Linked DNA regions of Mus musculus: all the other regions are linked to region 5. The links are chromatin contacts, called in public HiChIP or PLAC-seq and promoter capture Hi-C maps. All regions are on one chromosome and are shown on one strand. Each heading gives the region's core, a stretch centred on a gene start, on an enhancer-like site or on the middle of the called end of the contact. The rest is flanking DNA. Distances are from core to core; before and after follow the strand shown.

What was found. Promoter capture Hi-C pulls out the DNA fragments that hold promoters and counts their contacts. HiChIP or PLAC-seq counts read pairs in DNA pulled down with a chosen protein or histone mark.
Region 1: an H3K4me3 HiChIP or PLAC-seq map of embryonic basal ganglia shows a contact between it and region 5, with 5 times the contacts expected there. The contact joins the enhancer-like site here to the promoter of Cdkal1 in region 5. A contact is called at or near these places in 5 of 39 promoter capture datasets (the HPC-7 cell line, cranial neural crest, hematopoietic stem and progenitor cells and 2 more), 1 of 484 Hi-C or Micro-C datasets (bone marrow-derived macrophages), 10 of 115 datasets of contacts at active chromatin or transcription factors (bone marrow-derived macrophages, craniofacial prominence, embryonic basal ganglia and 7 more) and 1 of 9 other capture datasets (pancreatic islet).
Region 2: a contact with region 5 is called in a promoter capture Hi-C map of liver, with 2.4 times the contacts expected there. The contact joins the enhancer-like site here to the promoter of Cdkal1 in region 5. A contact is called at or near these places in 2 of 39 promoter capture datasets (liver and pre-B cells), 1 of 15 datasets of contacts at CTCF or cohesin (the NIH/3T3 cell line), 2 of 484 Hi-C or Micro-C datasets (common lymphoid progenitors and myocytes), 1 of 115 datasets of contacts at active chromatin or transcription factors (bone marrow-derived macrophages) and 1 of 9 other capture datasets (adipose tissue).
Region 3: a contact with region 5 is called in a promoter capture Hi-C map of pre-B cells, with 6 times the contacts expected there. The contact joins the promoter of 2610307P16Rik here to the promoter of Cdkal1 in region 5. A contact is called at or near these places in 3 of 39 promoter capture datasets (cranial neural crest, hippocampal neurons and pre-B cells), 1 of 15 datasets of contacts at CTCF or cohesin (the NIH/3T3 cell line), 2 of 484 Hi-C or Micro-C datasets (myocytes and pre-B cells), 8 of 115 datasets of contacts at active chromatin or transcription factors (bone marrow-derived macrophages, craniofacial prominence, embryonic forebrain and 4 more) and 1 of 9 other capture datasets (embryonic stem cells).
Region 4: a contact with region 5 is called in an H3K4me3 HiChIP or PLAC-seq map of embryonic stem cells, with 4 times the contacts expected there. The contact joins the enhancer-like site here to the promoter of Cdkal1 in region 5. A contact is called at or near these places in 5 of 39 promoter capture datasets (the 3T3-L1 cell line, liver, pre-B cells and 1 more), 3 of 115 datasets of contacts at active chromatin or transcription factors (bone marrow-derived macrophages, embryonic stem cells and stem cell-derived neural progenitor cells) and 3 of 9 other capture datasets (adipose tissue, liver and pancreatic islet).

Annotation. Positions count from the first base shown.
Region 1 is chr13:28,934,616-28,937,315 of GRCm38.p6, reverse strand. No RefSeq gene overlaps it. Among named protein-coding and RNA genes, the nearest start is that of Gm46406, 9.4 kb to the left of the region's middle. Within about 2 kb of position 1,440, at least 3 of the 459 cell types and tissues checked have an H3K27ac peak or open chromatin away from gene starts, as enhancers often do. A contact at or near this core is called in embryonic basal ganglia, where this site is marked.
Region 2 is chr13:28,859,480-28,862,179 of GRCm38.p6, reverse strand. All of the region lies in intron 2 of 2610307P16Rik (RIKEN cDNA 2610307P16 gene), which reads left to right. Among named protein-coding and RNA genes, the nearest start is that of 2610307P16Rik, 25 kb to the left of the region's middle. Within about 2 kb of position 1,394, at least 19 of the 459 cell types and tissues checked have an H3K27ac peak or open chromatin away from gene starts, as enhancers often do. A contact at or near this core is called in liver, where this site is marked.
Region 3 is chr13:28,884,123-28,886,822 of GRCm38.p6, reverse strand. It overlaps 2610307P16Rik (RIKEN cDNA 2610307P16 gene), which reads left to right and starts at 1,401. Exons shown (of 8, transcript NR_045054.1): 1 at 1,401-1,679.
Region 4 is chr13:29,209,481-29,212,180 of GRCm38.p6, reverse strand. It overlaps a transcript of Cdkal1 not described here. Among named protein-coding and RNA genes, the nearest start is that of A330102I10Rik, 190 kb to the right of the region's middle. Within about 2 kb of position 1,295, at least 115 of the 459 cell types and tissues checked have an H3K27ac peak or open chromatin away from gene starts, as enhancers often do. A contact at or near this core is called in embryonic stem cells, pancreatic islet and stem cell-derived epiblast-like cells, where this site is marked.
Region 5 is chr13:29,854,287-29,856,986 of GRCm38.p6, reverse strand. Cdkal1 (CDK5 regulatory subunit associated protein 1-like 1) reads left to right here and starts at 1,314. Exons shown (of 16, transcript NM_144536.3): 1 at 1,314-1,424; 2 at 2,046-2,089.

The DNA of each region.
Region 1 (2,700 bases), core at 191-2,690, 920 kb after region 5:
TATACACTTGTAATCCCTGTGCTCAGGAGGCGGAGGCAAGAAGATCCCTGGACCTCACCGGCCAGCTAGTCAGGCTCAGCGAGTTCCAGGCTCAGTGAGGAAACCCAATCTCAACAATAAGGTGGAAGCTGAGCACAGTGGTTGGGAAACAAGGGCAAGCAGATCTCTGTGAGTTGAGGCTAGCCCCATCTATACAGTAGGTTCCAGGATAGCCAGAGTTACATAGTGAGATATAAAAGATAATGAAAAGAGCAGGTAGAGAGTGATGGGGGAAGACACCTAAAGTAGACATCTGCATACAGATAGGTACACATACTTGAATGTACATACATGTATAATACACACACACACACACACACACACACACACAGGACAGAGTTATCCATGACTCCAAACTCACTATCTTTGTCAGAGTCTCCATTATAGCATGAAAGTTCCCATCCATTTAAAACAAAATAAAACCCACATCTGCCATTTAGGTAAATATATAATTTCACTAGGATTAAAATATTTTGAATAAATGGTCCTTGCTCTCTTGACAACTAGATTTGGCTCAAGTTGAAACAGAGATGTAAAGCTGTTCATTGGTGAAGTGTGGGTAGTTTGACAAAGAAAAAGAAAGAGAGAAAGGAAGGGGAGGGGAGGGGAGGGGAGGGGAGGGGAGGGGAGGGGAGGGGAGGGGAGGGGAGGGAAGGGAAGGGAAGGGAAGGGAAGGGAAGGGAAGGGAAGGGAAGGGAAGGGAAGGGAAGGGAAGGGAAGGGAAGGGAAGGGAAGGGAAGGGAAGGGAAGGGAAGGAGAAAGGAAGGAAGGAAGAAAAGACAGGAAAGAAGGTAGAATAAGAATACTGAGAAAGAGGGCAAAGAAGCCTGCAGTAACAAGCTGCCTTTTGGTCACAGGCCTTGAGATTCTGCTGGGGAACCTGCTGAAGGGTGGATTCCTCCTTCCAGTTACTCCCCCTCCCCTTTCCAATCCATGGTCTCTGGAAGAGTAAGTGTCCAGGGACACAGGTGTAAGTCGGTCTTCTTGACAGAACTGGCTAGTTCTCAAGGAATTAGAGCATTTTATGAATGAAACCCAGACCCAAGTATTTCACGTCTCTTCCACAACTTGAAGCAGAAAGACGGATGTGAGAGAGGCTTATTAATGGCTTTCCAATCCTTGCTGTAACTAGCGAAGTTCTCATACTTGTCGGAACAATTAAAACAGAATAAGCCTGATAAAAGACCCCGAAGATCCCCACTCTTGTGTCTCCTGGGCATAGCAGCCTGTGGAAGTGTCCACCTCTGCATGCGTGCAGAAACCCCCAAGTGCTTCCTTCCCTGTGGTTCACACGTGGCTCTGTGTTTTTGGAAGAGGGCAAATTTCCTCCTATCTCTGTGCCATCTCTGATTCAAGCTAGTCCTTCTGGGAGTAATATTACCCAAGTGTTTATACCCTGAGCCGAGCTCTCCACAAGTGACTGCATGTTTCCTGAAACCAACCATTGGCAGCTGTTACACAGACATTTTCTCCTTTTTAGATACCTATAATTACACCAATTATGCCAATCATTGATGTTTATAAAGGATTTAAATTTTTACACACCCAGAAGAGCCTGTCAGAATGCTGCATCCAAGGCAGAATACACCCCACAGAGGGGCCTATTTGACCGTCACAATTGCTTCAGAGAGTCCCTAAATTGAGAGTTAGCCCTGCGAGTGAGGCTTCTTGTTAGCCTGTATGTCTCAGGCAAGCTAATCCTGTCACTGGGGTAAAAATCTGTTTGGTTACCAACCACAGAACTCAATTTAACTTTTCAAAGGGAAGAATAATGGGCCCAATTCAATGAAATAGGTCTTCTGAGTTTACACCCTCTTCACTGCTCAGCACCAGATAAGTGGGGAGGTATTCTGCTACCTTAAGTCTCTGCCTCCCAACGGAATGAAGGACAAGGAGCACCCAGTTAGCATGCCAATCTGGCCCTGGAGAAACCAGTCTCCCTGCAAGTGCCTCCTAGCTGTGATGGCAAAAGAAAGCTCAATTTGTATATATATCTGCCTTTATTTAAAGGTTTTGCTCATCATTTTTTTTAATATAATAATCTTGAGAGTTAAAAAAAATTACTACATGGGAGCTAAAGATGTAGCTCAGTTGGAGAGCGCTTACACAGAGCCCTGGGTTATAGATCCACGCTACTGCATATGGTAAGGCGTGTCTGTAATCCATAGCACTCAGGAGGGGAAGGCAGGAGGACTAGGAAATCATGATCATCCTGAGCTACGTATGAAGGCAGGCTGGGATGTGTGAGGTCCTGTCTCAAGACAAAATAAAATTGCAAGAGGTTAGTGGTATGTGCCTACAATTCCAGTACGTGGGAGGCTGAGGCAGAAGTATTGCAAGCTAGAAGCCAAGCTAGAGCTACATAAGGAAGCTGCCACCACCCCCACCCCCCAAATTCCATGGGGATGTGGTTATAGCTCAGTGACAGCTTAGCCTGTCTTTAGACTCATGAGTTTAATTCTCCACAGAGCTGGACAGGCCGATTTGCCTACCAGTACACCCAGCACTCAGGAGCCTAAAGCAGGAAGTTTGCCCTAAGTTTGAGGGCTGCATAGGAGTTCTGGGCCAGCCAAGGGTACCTATCAAGATCCTCCCTCAAAAAGTCAAACAAACACAGGCATACACAGACGCACATGCACCTAAGTAGCCTGCCAGGCAGAA
Region 2 (2,700 bases), core at 145-2,644, 990 kb after region 5:
GCTCCTTGTGAACCAGGAAATCCCATGAAATGATCCTTTCTCCTAGGTTCCATGGAAATCCTGGGCTCTGTTTAATTCCTTTGTGACTACTTAGGAATTCTAAGTTTCTTCACAATGGTTTTATTTTATTTATTTTTGGCTTCTGAGCATAGGTTTAAGATTCTTGTTTTAGGCTGCATGATGAAGATGACAACCATCGCCATAGTGTTTGGCTTAGAGAGACTTCATTTATCCAACCAATTAATGTAGTCCATTGTTAATTACAACTGTGAATACAGAGACCTGGCCATCAGCCTACTGAGCCATGAGCTCTATTTACTTGTCCGTAAAGCTCCATTAGAAGTTCCTGACAGCAGTGGGCTGATGCATTTAGCACAGATTTTTAAGTGTCTACCTAGAAATGAAGGAAGAGTTGGCTATTCACTTGTATTGGCTAGGCTAATGGTTGTCAAACAGTTCAGTAGATGTCAATATTGGTTGACATTGTAAGGTGGTTTCATCTCGGAAGTGTGTGGCTTGTGACAAGCAAGGGTAGCTGGTCCTGTGGAAGCTGAGTGACTTGCCAAGGAGTGAGTTGCATCTGCAAGGGCTAGAGATGAGTCTTGCTAACTTCACCCTTAAACCTAGTTTGCTGAGAAAGTGTGGAGGAAAATCTCAAGGACAGTCAAAGGGTTGTGATTCAAGATGGCTACAGTCATGCCAAGGGAAATTAATATATTTGCTTTTCTGATTTGGGTGAGATATCCAAGGGAAATTTAAATCCATTTTATGAAATGTTTCAGAATAATCAGGCTGAAATGTCTTGGAAAGGCTCGATTCAACTACTTTGGTCTTTGGATTGACCAGGGATCTATATTTTCAAGTATTTTTCATACAAATGTTGACTATTCACCAGGCAGTGGTGCTGCATGTCTTTTAAACCCTGCACCTGGGAGGCAGGGTCAGGTGGATCTCTGTAAGTCTGAGGCCAGCCTTGTCTATGTAGCATGTTCCACAACAGTCAGGGCTACATAGAGGAACCCTATCTCAAAAAACTAAAACCAAACCAAACCAATACAAACAGCCCTCTCCCGCAAACAAAAGCAAAACAAGAACAACAACAACAAAAAAATGCTGACTATTCTATAAATATTGAGCATTCTAATCCATGTTAAAGTTTTTATAATATAATAAAATTATTTTGTAAAATAATAAAATTGTGAAAACTACATAGATTTTTCAGGTTTTTCTGGACTCATGGAAATGTTGCCACAAAATTTTTTTCTTATTGTTATCAGGAAAATCCCAGATTTTAAAAGTTTTTACTTTGCAATTAATTATTAACTTTTTGTGAGACCAGATTTCTTAATGTGTCCCTGGCTGACCTGGGCTTCCTATGACGATAAGGCTGGCCTTGAACTCATAAGAGATCTGCCTGCTACTTCTTCCCCAGTATTGGACTTAAGGGTATGTGCCATCAAGCCTACCTTATCTACTTAAAAAAAAAAAAATTAAAAGTTATACTTCTTTACTAGCTAGTTCGTTTATGTATTTTGTGGTTTTGTGTCACTCTGCATAGGTGCTAGTGTTGGAGCCTGTCTGTAGAGATTAGAAGACAATTTTTGGGAATTTGTTCTCTCCTTCCACCATGTGGGCCTAAGGATCTAACTCAGCAAAATGTCTTTACCACTAAGCAAACTCACTGGCCTTTCTTTGGGTTAGTTTTGTTTTGTATTTGGTCATAAAAACTTAATGTTAAAAAAGATCTTGAATAGTGATGACTATTGAAATGTCTAGAAGAAAGTGCTGATTTTAGCCAGATTCCCTTCTTTCAGGAAAGAACAATAAGGGTGCAGGCTCTTGGCCAACGTTTGGAGGAAATCGAGTGTGCAGTAATTGCTTCCAACACAGAAATCTCCCCGTGGGGACTGGGATTCTTCTGTGTTCTATGGGATGGTGGCTACTGAATACTAAGAATCGTAAGCCTGAGAACACTTGAAAAGGCTGGCCTGAAACTCCTCATTTGTTACTATAGACCTGACTGCAAACTTGTTAGGGTCTGTTGTTAATTACACGATTTGACATTTCTAGGACTAACCATGGAAGGGGTACTTGCCGGTGAATCACTGCCTGCCTGTGCTGAACTGGCAGCTTCTGTTTATGGTGCTGAAGATGGAGTGAACAGGGCAGTCGCTGTGTTCAGCACTGGTCTTTTTTCGCTACTGTCAACTTGCTGACGCAGCATCTGGATAATACCAGTGGACCCCTGCGCCCCTTCCAAGTGCTTTAAACTTAGACAAATTTATGTTTTACCAAAAGGTTAATTCTGACAAATTATTGGGAATTATTTCTGTTGGATCTGCCGCAGTGAATTCATTCTTTATGATGCATAGGTTGGCGTGTATGTTAGAAGCACGTACTGCATTTTCTGTACCAGGAGGCCCAGGAAGTCATAGTGCGGCAAGACTGTGGCCCTGCTATGGGACTAGATGCCACTACTGAAGATGAGCTGAGGACTTAATGTTCCTATTGAATGACTTGATATTCTAGCATGCCCACCCCCATGTTTATGGCACCTACCCACCCCCTCTGATTCATTCTCTCTCTCTCTCTCTCTCTCTCTCTCTCTCTCTCTCTCTCTCTCTCTCTCTGCTGGAAGGCAATTCTCTATCTTCTGAAAAGAGGGTGTTCTTTCTATACTTGACACACATAATTGTTCTA
Region 3 (2,700 bases), core at 152-2,651, 970 kb after region 5:
AAGCCCTCTCACAGAGTCTTTGTTCTCCCCTAGGGGAGAGACTTGGCAAGCACTGGAAGGGTGCTTGTTATGATCCACACCCATGACATTCCAGACCCAGCAAGGTTCCCTTCCTACCCCCTCTTCGCATCTTTAATCCTAGCCAGGAATACAGCTCCCTATGCCCCCTTTCACCCCATCTCTTTACCCTCACATTTAACAACTCATTGGGTCTTCCCTGTCTAGATTTGGAGAAAGAGTATATAAGGTGCGTGGACACCAGCAGGAGGTTGAATATTTGCTTTGGAATGTTTGAGTGTTTTTTTTTAAACCCCCTTTGCCCTGAAGACTGAATATAAAAGGCTGCGTGTCCCTCTACCTTCTCCCACCTTCCTGCTTTTCTTCTATTCTGGTGAGATCTAGAAAGGAAATTGGTGCAGCTTTGAGTTCCTGGGGTGGGGGGAAACCATGTTGGGATGAGAGCTGAATGCTGCGGTGTAAAGTGGGGACCCCAGTTCTGGAACTGATGGATGATTTTCAGAAGGCTCTAAGAAAGACTGAGAGACTCCCAGACAAGGAAGACACCTGGCTTGCCCAGGACCAGAAGGTGGGGGAGGGAAGAGGATGGGGAGTTAGAAGTGAAGGAGGAAGACCCTGTAGCTGTGAAAGGAAGGGAACTAGGAAGGAACAGTAGGTTTGGGAAGGAGCCATGTTAACCTGAGAGTCTTGTTAATATAGTTGGAGATAAGAGGAAGTTCTCTGAGGTTTGAGCCGGTGGTCTCTGTTCAGGCCCCCCCCCACCCCCCATGAGTGGCATAGTACCAGCAGCAACAGGTAACCTACAAGGGCAAGGTGTAGGTCCCTGTGGGATACTTAGTGGCCTCTGCCATGCAGATTTGAGGGTTTTCCCCTAGGGTCCTGTGTGGGCACTGATGAGGGAGGGAGAAGAGACTTTTCCATCACTTAGAACTTCTTTGAATTCTTCCAGGCTGTTGGTTGGAAGAGGGTACATAGGATGGAGGGTCATGGATGGAGAGGCATCTGTGAGCCCTACCTATGATTGTACCTCTTACCTTAAAGGGTTGACTGGCTCCTTCATATTACATCTCTTGGGATGCTGAGAAATGGCAGAAACTCATTGCCAAAGTGAACCGCTCCTCTCCCTGATTGGCAGGGAAAGTGCAAACAAAGAGGTGCATCTCCCGGAAACAATGAGTTTGGAGATTTCCCCGGGCGTGAGAGCGCGGACTGGAAGCTGGGTGTTCAAAGGGTGTGAGAAGGGACCAAGACCCGCATCTTCTGGGCAAAGTTTTCGGGGAGATGGAAGGAGAGAGGGTCGGGACTGAGTTGCTGGTCTTGGGGACAGAGCAGCCGGAGCTGCGCACCAAGGCTTAGAGTCGGGCGGGAGATGCGGGGAGAGGGAGGGGGCGGGGAGGGAGGGGAGGGAGAGAGGAGGAAGGGGTGAGAGGGAGAAACCTGCCGCGGCTCTCCGCCTCTTTGTCTGCTCTGGGACTTGGAACAAAAGGGGAAACTCTGATGAACTCCTTCTCCAGCTCCCTGGACGCCCGAGTATCTCTTTCTCGCAACTTTGTCAACGCGACTTTCTCCGCTGTCAGGCTGCGCAAAAGTATCCTAGCGCCTCGCAGGCTGCAACAATGGAAACAATGTCCCTTCAAAGTGCGACGAAGTGGAGGGAGAAGGTGAGTGACTTGTCCTGTTTGTCCTGCTTCCCTCAGGTCCCCCTGCTCCCAGCCCTTCCGAGGGCAAAGTCATAGATCTAGCAGCCAAGTTTGACTGTTTCTTTCTGTTTCTTGTCTTTTATTATTATTTTTTAATTGTATCTCTTTTCCCGGTTCTCCTTTTCTTTTGTTCTTTTAAACTCTCGCACAGATTGTTTTGTTTATTTTAAACGCCTTCATCTCTTGTGCTTCTTCTTTAGGGGTGGTGAGGGGCTAAGAAGAAGGGCATCCAAACTGGATACTGCCTCGCTTTTCCCCGGTTGTGTGTAGATTGGAGGAAAACGTTCTGATAAGAATGGGAATTAGATCAGGCTCACCCACACATAAGCTCTGACTTTGGTCACAAAAAAAGAAAGATGCAGAGGTGGGGGTCATTTCCTCACGCGTTTTCAAACTTCACTGTCTCTGGAGCGCTCTGGAGACACGAAGCGTGCAACAATAGAATGTAGACAGGGTTTGGGTGGTAAGGGAGTTCCAGCAAATTAATAGGAGTCCGGGAAGTTTTTGGGGGCTGGGGTCCAGTTGAGGAAGCCACAGGTTCCAGACTGTCAAGAGCTGCGCAGATGAAGCTGATGGGGCCTGGACCATTAGTTAAGAGTCCGCTCCCCTCACCTCCGTGGTTTGGTTCAGTTTAATGACCCACCCAGAATGACCTATTGCTGTCCTCGTCGGGATCCATCCTCTCTTAGGTGTTGGCGACCCCCGGGCCTATCTCAGCCAGTCTGAATAGGAAGGGAACCACGAGCCTGCCGAGCTCCCCTGACCTAGCCCTCCGCCCCGCCTTTTGTGTTTTAACCTTTTGTTTCTATCGGCCACACCCGCCCAAAAGAGCGGCGGCTTTTCGTCTCTGTTCAGCGGGGAAGCAGCGAGGTTCCCTCCAGATAGCGGTGAAGGGCGGCTTCCTAACTTTGTTTCCCAAGTCCCCTAACTTCGGAATGCTTCTGCATTGGTTCTTGCTCAGTAAGTCAATATCTTCACTTTA
Region 4 (2,700 bases), core at 46-2,545, 640 kb after region 5:
ACAAACAAACAAACAAACAAATAAGTGGAGCTTAAAAAAAATTAAAGACTAGCTACGATCATGATACTTTGATTCAATTTTGTTTGTTCTTTGTTTTTCTCCTTTTAGATAGGGTCTTGCTATCTTGCCCATGCTGGTCTTGGATTCATAACAAGCCTCCTATCTCTCCTCCTTATTGATGGGGTTACATGCCAGACTTAGTCTTTATTTAGTGTAATTAATTTCAATAGTTAATACACAAACTTGTTATGAATAAAAACTTGTTAGCAGTAAGCTGTTTCATGGATATTGAGTTTGTTTTTGTTAGGGAGATGGCTCAGTCAGTAAAGTGCTTATCTTACAAGCTTGAGTTTCATTCTCAGAATACATGTGAAAAAGCTACACACATACACACACAAAGGGGTGTGGCAAGATGAAGACAAAGAAAAATTAGAAGAAGGAGGAGGAGGGAAAGGAGAGGGAGGAGAAGGAGAAGGAGAAGGAGAAGGAGAAGGAGAAGGAGAAGGAGAAGGAGAAGGAGAAGGAGAAGGAGAAGGAGAAGAAGAAGAAGAAGAAGAAGAAGAAGAAGAAGAAGAAGAAGAAGAAGAAGAAGAAGAAGAAGAAAGAAGAAGAAGACAGAATTAGTATAGAGACTGGTTGCGTAGCAATGTGGACATAATTAATACTATTGACTTGTGCACTTTAAAAAGGCTATGTGTTGTGGAGTGAGGCCTAGTGATAGAGGTCTGTAATCTAAGCTGCTCAAGACCACAAGGCAGAAGCATCACCAGTCTGCTTGCACTCCAGAGTAAGTTCGAAACTATCTTGGACAACTTAGTGAGATCCCCATCTCAAAATTTAAAAGAAAGAAATCAAAGGCCAGGGGAAGTGTGCGCATATATTTTGTTTTATATGTATTTTAATTTTAATTGACGAAACAAGCTAACATCTCGATTTAAATTTTATATATTGCTGTAGGCTGCTCAGATCTTTCTTGGAACCTGACGACTCCCAATACATTTAACCCTTTCTTGTGCTCACTGACACTGACATAAGAAAAAAACCTAGCATTACTTCTAACACACATAATTATTTATAGATGTAGAGATAAAAATAAGTTTCGTTCCCCTTTTAAAGGCAGAAGAATTCTTTCAGCTTGCACGCGTCTTGACATTTCTTCTTCATTGACCTTCAGCTGCTCCCAAGTTACCTGTCCAGGCAGCTGCCTGGGAAAGGGGCGGAGCCTCTGTGCTCGGAGCTTGGGGTTATCAGGTTACAGCGGTCCTTCTCGGGAACAAAGCAAACTGAAGAGGAATGACTTGACAAAGAACGTTTCTGTCTTTGGAGCAATGTCTTCGACTTCTGTTTCCTGCTAATGTTTTAAATGTGCGCGGGGGCGGGGGGAGTTGGGGTCAGGGCCCACATGAGCTCTCGCCGGCACAAAAGGAAACATCACGCTGAGGAGAAATGGTGGGGCTTATCAAAGCGAGCTTGTGCTGTGGTGTCTTTTAGAGGAAAAAGAACCTTCTCCTTACCTGCTGAGCGCCCTCCTATTACCGCCTCTGGTTCACTGTGCTGCTCACAGGTTAGCCAGGAAGGCGGAGGGAGGGCTGGGCCACACACACTAGAGCTGCTTAATTGTTAACGCTTCTCAGGAGAGTTGGCGATTATTTCAAATGGCAGGAATTTCTTTTTACCGCGGCTGGGAAGATGAAAAACACGACATCAGAAGCGCAACAACACTCGGATCATTTTTGAAGTGCATCTATTTTTGTTTTCTGTTTGAGACGAAAATGCTTCTGGCAAAGTCAAATTCTATAATGGTAGCTATCTTAAGTCACGAGGTCCTAAAGGACACAAGCCTGGGTCTCCGTGCAGCAAGAAGAAAACAAGAACAGAAAGGGTCACACTACGAGGTCTCCCTGGGACCACCTAGATAAGGCTTAACTTTCTTCACACAGGGAAAAAAGAAAATCTGCCACCACCCTGGGTATTTATTGGGACCCAGTGTCCCAAATAGCAGCTTTGCAGGTGTAGACAATGTTGCCAAGGTTTCTGCATCTGCTAATTATATGCTCTTCGAATTCTTTGCCCAAGCAGCAAAACAACTAGCTGAGGTAGCTCCTGCCTTCTGTGCCAGCACTTCAGGCTGAGGGCAGGAGGGTGGCTTCAAATTCAAGGCAATCCTAGGCAACATAGAAAGTTCCAGGACACCTTGGGCCTGGGAGTGAGACCTCCTCTAAAGGAACAAAGGGTGGAAACTTGGTGTGATTTCTCCGCAGGAGTTCAGAGTTACAGCTCAGCTGTGAGTCTGTCTAGGGCTGGAGACTGCTTCTCTCTCCCTCTCTGCCTATGATCAGCAGGTGAAGCCACCATACTCGGGCATTGTATTTTCTCCGAATCTGATTTCTGAACATCTGAACCCCCAAAGTTACTTGGATAAACCTTCAGGGTTGGGGGAATAGCTTTTCTTTGTGCTCTTTTTTGTTTTTGCACTTGTTTGTCATTGTTTGAGAATTTCATAGATGCATATAATGTGTTTTGCTCGACATTCTTCTCTAATCTTCCTCTAACCTTCACCCATTATTTTTACCTCCCAACTTAATGTACTTTAAAGAATACCCCGCTGAGAGCACATAGTGTTGTGGGTGTGTGCTTGAATATAGGGCCATCTGGAACAGGGTAGCCTCTCGGGAACTGAAGAAAATGACTCTCCCTCTC
Region 5 (2,700 bases), core at 65-2,564:
CAGCACATTTAATGCCCAATCCCTACAGTTCACATCTACGTTTGTCCCATTCGCCTAAGAAATAGACTTATCTGTCTTAAGACTGTCGCTATTATGTCCATGCAATCTCTGCACAAACAATTCATATGCACTTTTTAAAGAGCGAATTAAACTCACACACATTGTGTCTCATGAAAAGTTATTGATTGGTTTAAATTCAATAGTACAACCGATAATTGCTAAAGTTATAAACTAAATCTGTTTTTAATTTTTTGTAATTTCTGGATTTATTATTCCTTTGTCCATTGGTTTTATTATTGCTAACATTTTCCCATTCAGTTTTCACTATGGAGACAAAAGCAAGAAAACAAACAACAACAACAAACCTAGGGTCAGGAGATGCAGCTTAGTGGTACAGTGCTTGCTTAGCATGCAGAAGTCCCTGGGTCCCAATACACAGACTGCTAAACCACTCATCCTTCAACAAAAATCTTCATCCCTTTGAAAACATAAAGATTTTGTTCCATATTTTTCACATCATTCCTTTCTTTTTGCTTTTTAAATATAAAGTTATGCATTACTGACAAAGAAAGTATAAAGGTTTCTTCTTATGTATTCTTATGGAATTATTAAATGAAACCTGACTACCTCGGCTGAATTGTCTCTGCAGAAGCAGAAATATAAGCCTACTGCAGTGGGCCACAACCGTAATCCCAGCAGTAGGAGGTAGATGTGGGCACGAGTTTGGTGTTAATTGACTTCTGTTATTCGATAGAACAACTATTATTTTAGTTATTCTTCTCTATAGAAGAGAAGGAAATTAGTTGGGCATGGTGGAGCATGCTTTTAATCCTAGAGATCTGGAGGTAAAGGCAGGTCGATCTGTGAGTTCGAGGCCAGTTCATTCCATATAATGAGTGACTGTGCAATTAAGGTTTTATAGAGAGATGCTGTCTCAAAAGAGATAGAGATGATAGATAGATAGATAGATAGATAGATAGATAGATAGAGGAGGGAACTGATAAAATGTAATGAATGTAATGAAAATGATTTACTCCGGAGGTAATTATTCTGGTAAGTATTTAAAGTCTCCAGTCCCTTTTTGTGAATAATGAGTAGTAATAATAAATGGCAAGATGTTTATGTTAATCTCTTAACTGTGCAGGACAAGTTATAAGGTTATAACTTAGCAGAAGTTAGTTGATAAGCTAACATAATGAGGTAGGAGTGTATTTTCACCTTTGTTTGTAGAAGAATGTGGTAATAATTATAGATAAAAACAAACGCAAACTTGAAACAACGATCTGTTTTGACCTCTCCGGTCTACCGTCGCGGAGCATGCGCAAATCAGCCCGGCGGGACACAAGTGTCATGGCGCTCTCCATCTGAAGTCTGTGCAGTTTCCTGGCAGGGGCTTGTGGTTTTTTTCCTCTCAGTTCGGACAGGTGAAGTTCTGGATCTGTGTATACTGGGGCAAATGGATCAGTGCTCAGCGACCGTGGGCCGAGCTGCATTTTGGGCGGAGCTTCGTTTCCGCAGGTTTTCTCCTTTGGGCCGATCGCCCGCTTGTTCTCGCAGTTTGGAAAAGACTTGGCGGCTGGCGTGGAGAGTCGGACTCTGGAGCGCTGCCTGGAGAGAGGCCGGCGTGGCGGCAGACACTGCTGGCTGGCGACGTCAGGGACTTCCATTCTGCTCTAGCCTCATTTCCCCTCTCGCTTTACCCGTGAATGTACTTGTGCTACGCGATCAGGGCTTCAGGAGATGAGTGTTTTGCACTGAAGTTGGGCATAGGGGCAGAGGTCGCTTGTGTTTTTGCGCCCCCTTCCCCTCTTTTCTTTGCTCCCTTGCTTAGAAAACTTTCCTGTGTCATAAGGGATCACTTGTTTCTTACTTGGTGATTTTCATTGTGCTCAGGTGTTACAGTGCAGGGTAGCAGTTTAAAAAGTGGCTAGATGCATCCTTTTTTTTTTTTTTTTTTTTTTTTTAAGGAAGTTGTAAAGAGGTCATACACTGGTTTTATGAACTTATAGGGTACTCGCATTTTCTAATTAATTTTAATTTTTCAGATTCATCTTTCAAGAGGACTTGAGACCAATTTCAGAAAATCAAGGTATTGGTTTATTTTAGTTTCTAATATTTGAGTAATTAGTTCTGCATTAGAATATGAAGAAAGATGTCTTAAGTTTTTAGTAATTAGCCAGTATCATTTTGTGAAAACTAGATTTCCCTATAACTTCATCGGAGAGACATTTTTGTATCTCTTCCTTAGTTTTTCATTTTCATTAAGAAGCGAGACATGCTCTCTTTCCCATTTGTGGCACATCTGTTTTCTTGTTTGGCTGTTGCTTAGTCCCTGTTATATCCTACTTCTCTACCTGGCTGTTAAATATGACTTTCTTTCTTTTTTTAAAATATGTATTTATAATTTTATGTGCACTGGGATTTTGCCTGCATGTATGTCTTTGTGAGGTTATCAGATCCTGGAATTACAGACAGGTAAGAGCTGCCATGTGGTTGCTGGGAATTGAACCCTGGTCCTCTGGAAGAGCAATCAGTGCTCTTAACTCTGAGCCATTTCTGCAGCCCAAATATGGCATTCCTGAAGGCTTGTTTCTGTACCTCTTCTAGCTGGGTTGTCTTGTTTCTCTCTCCCTCTCTCTCTCTCTTTTTTTTAAAATTTATTTTTATTTTTTAAATTTGTTGAGATGTTGTCTTAATGTT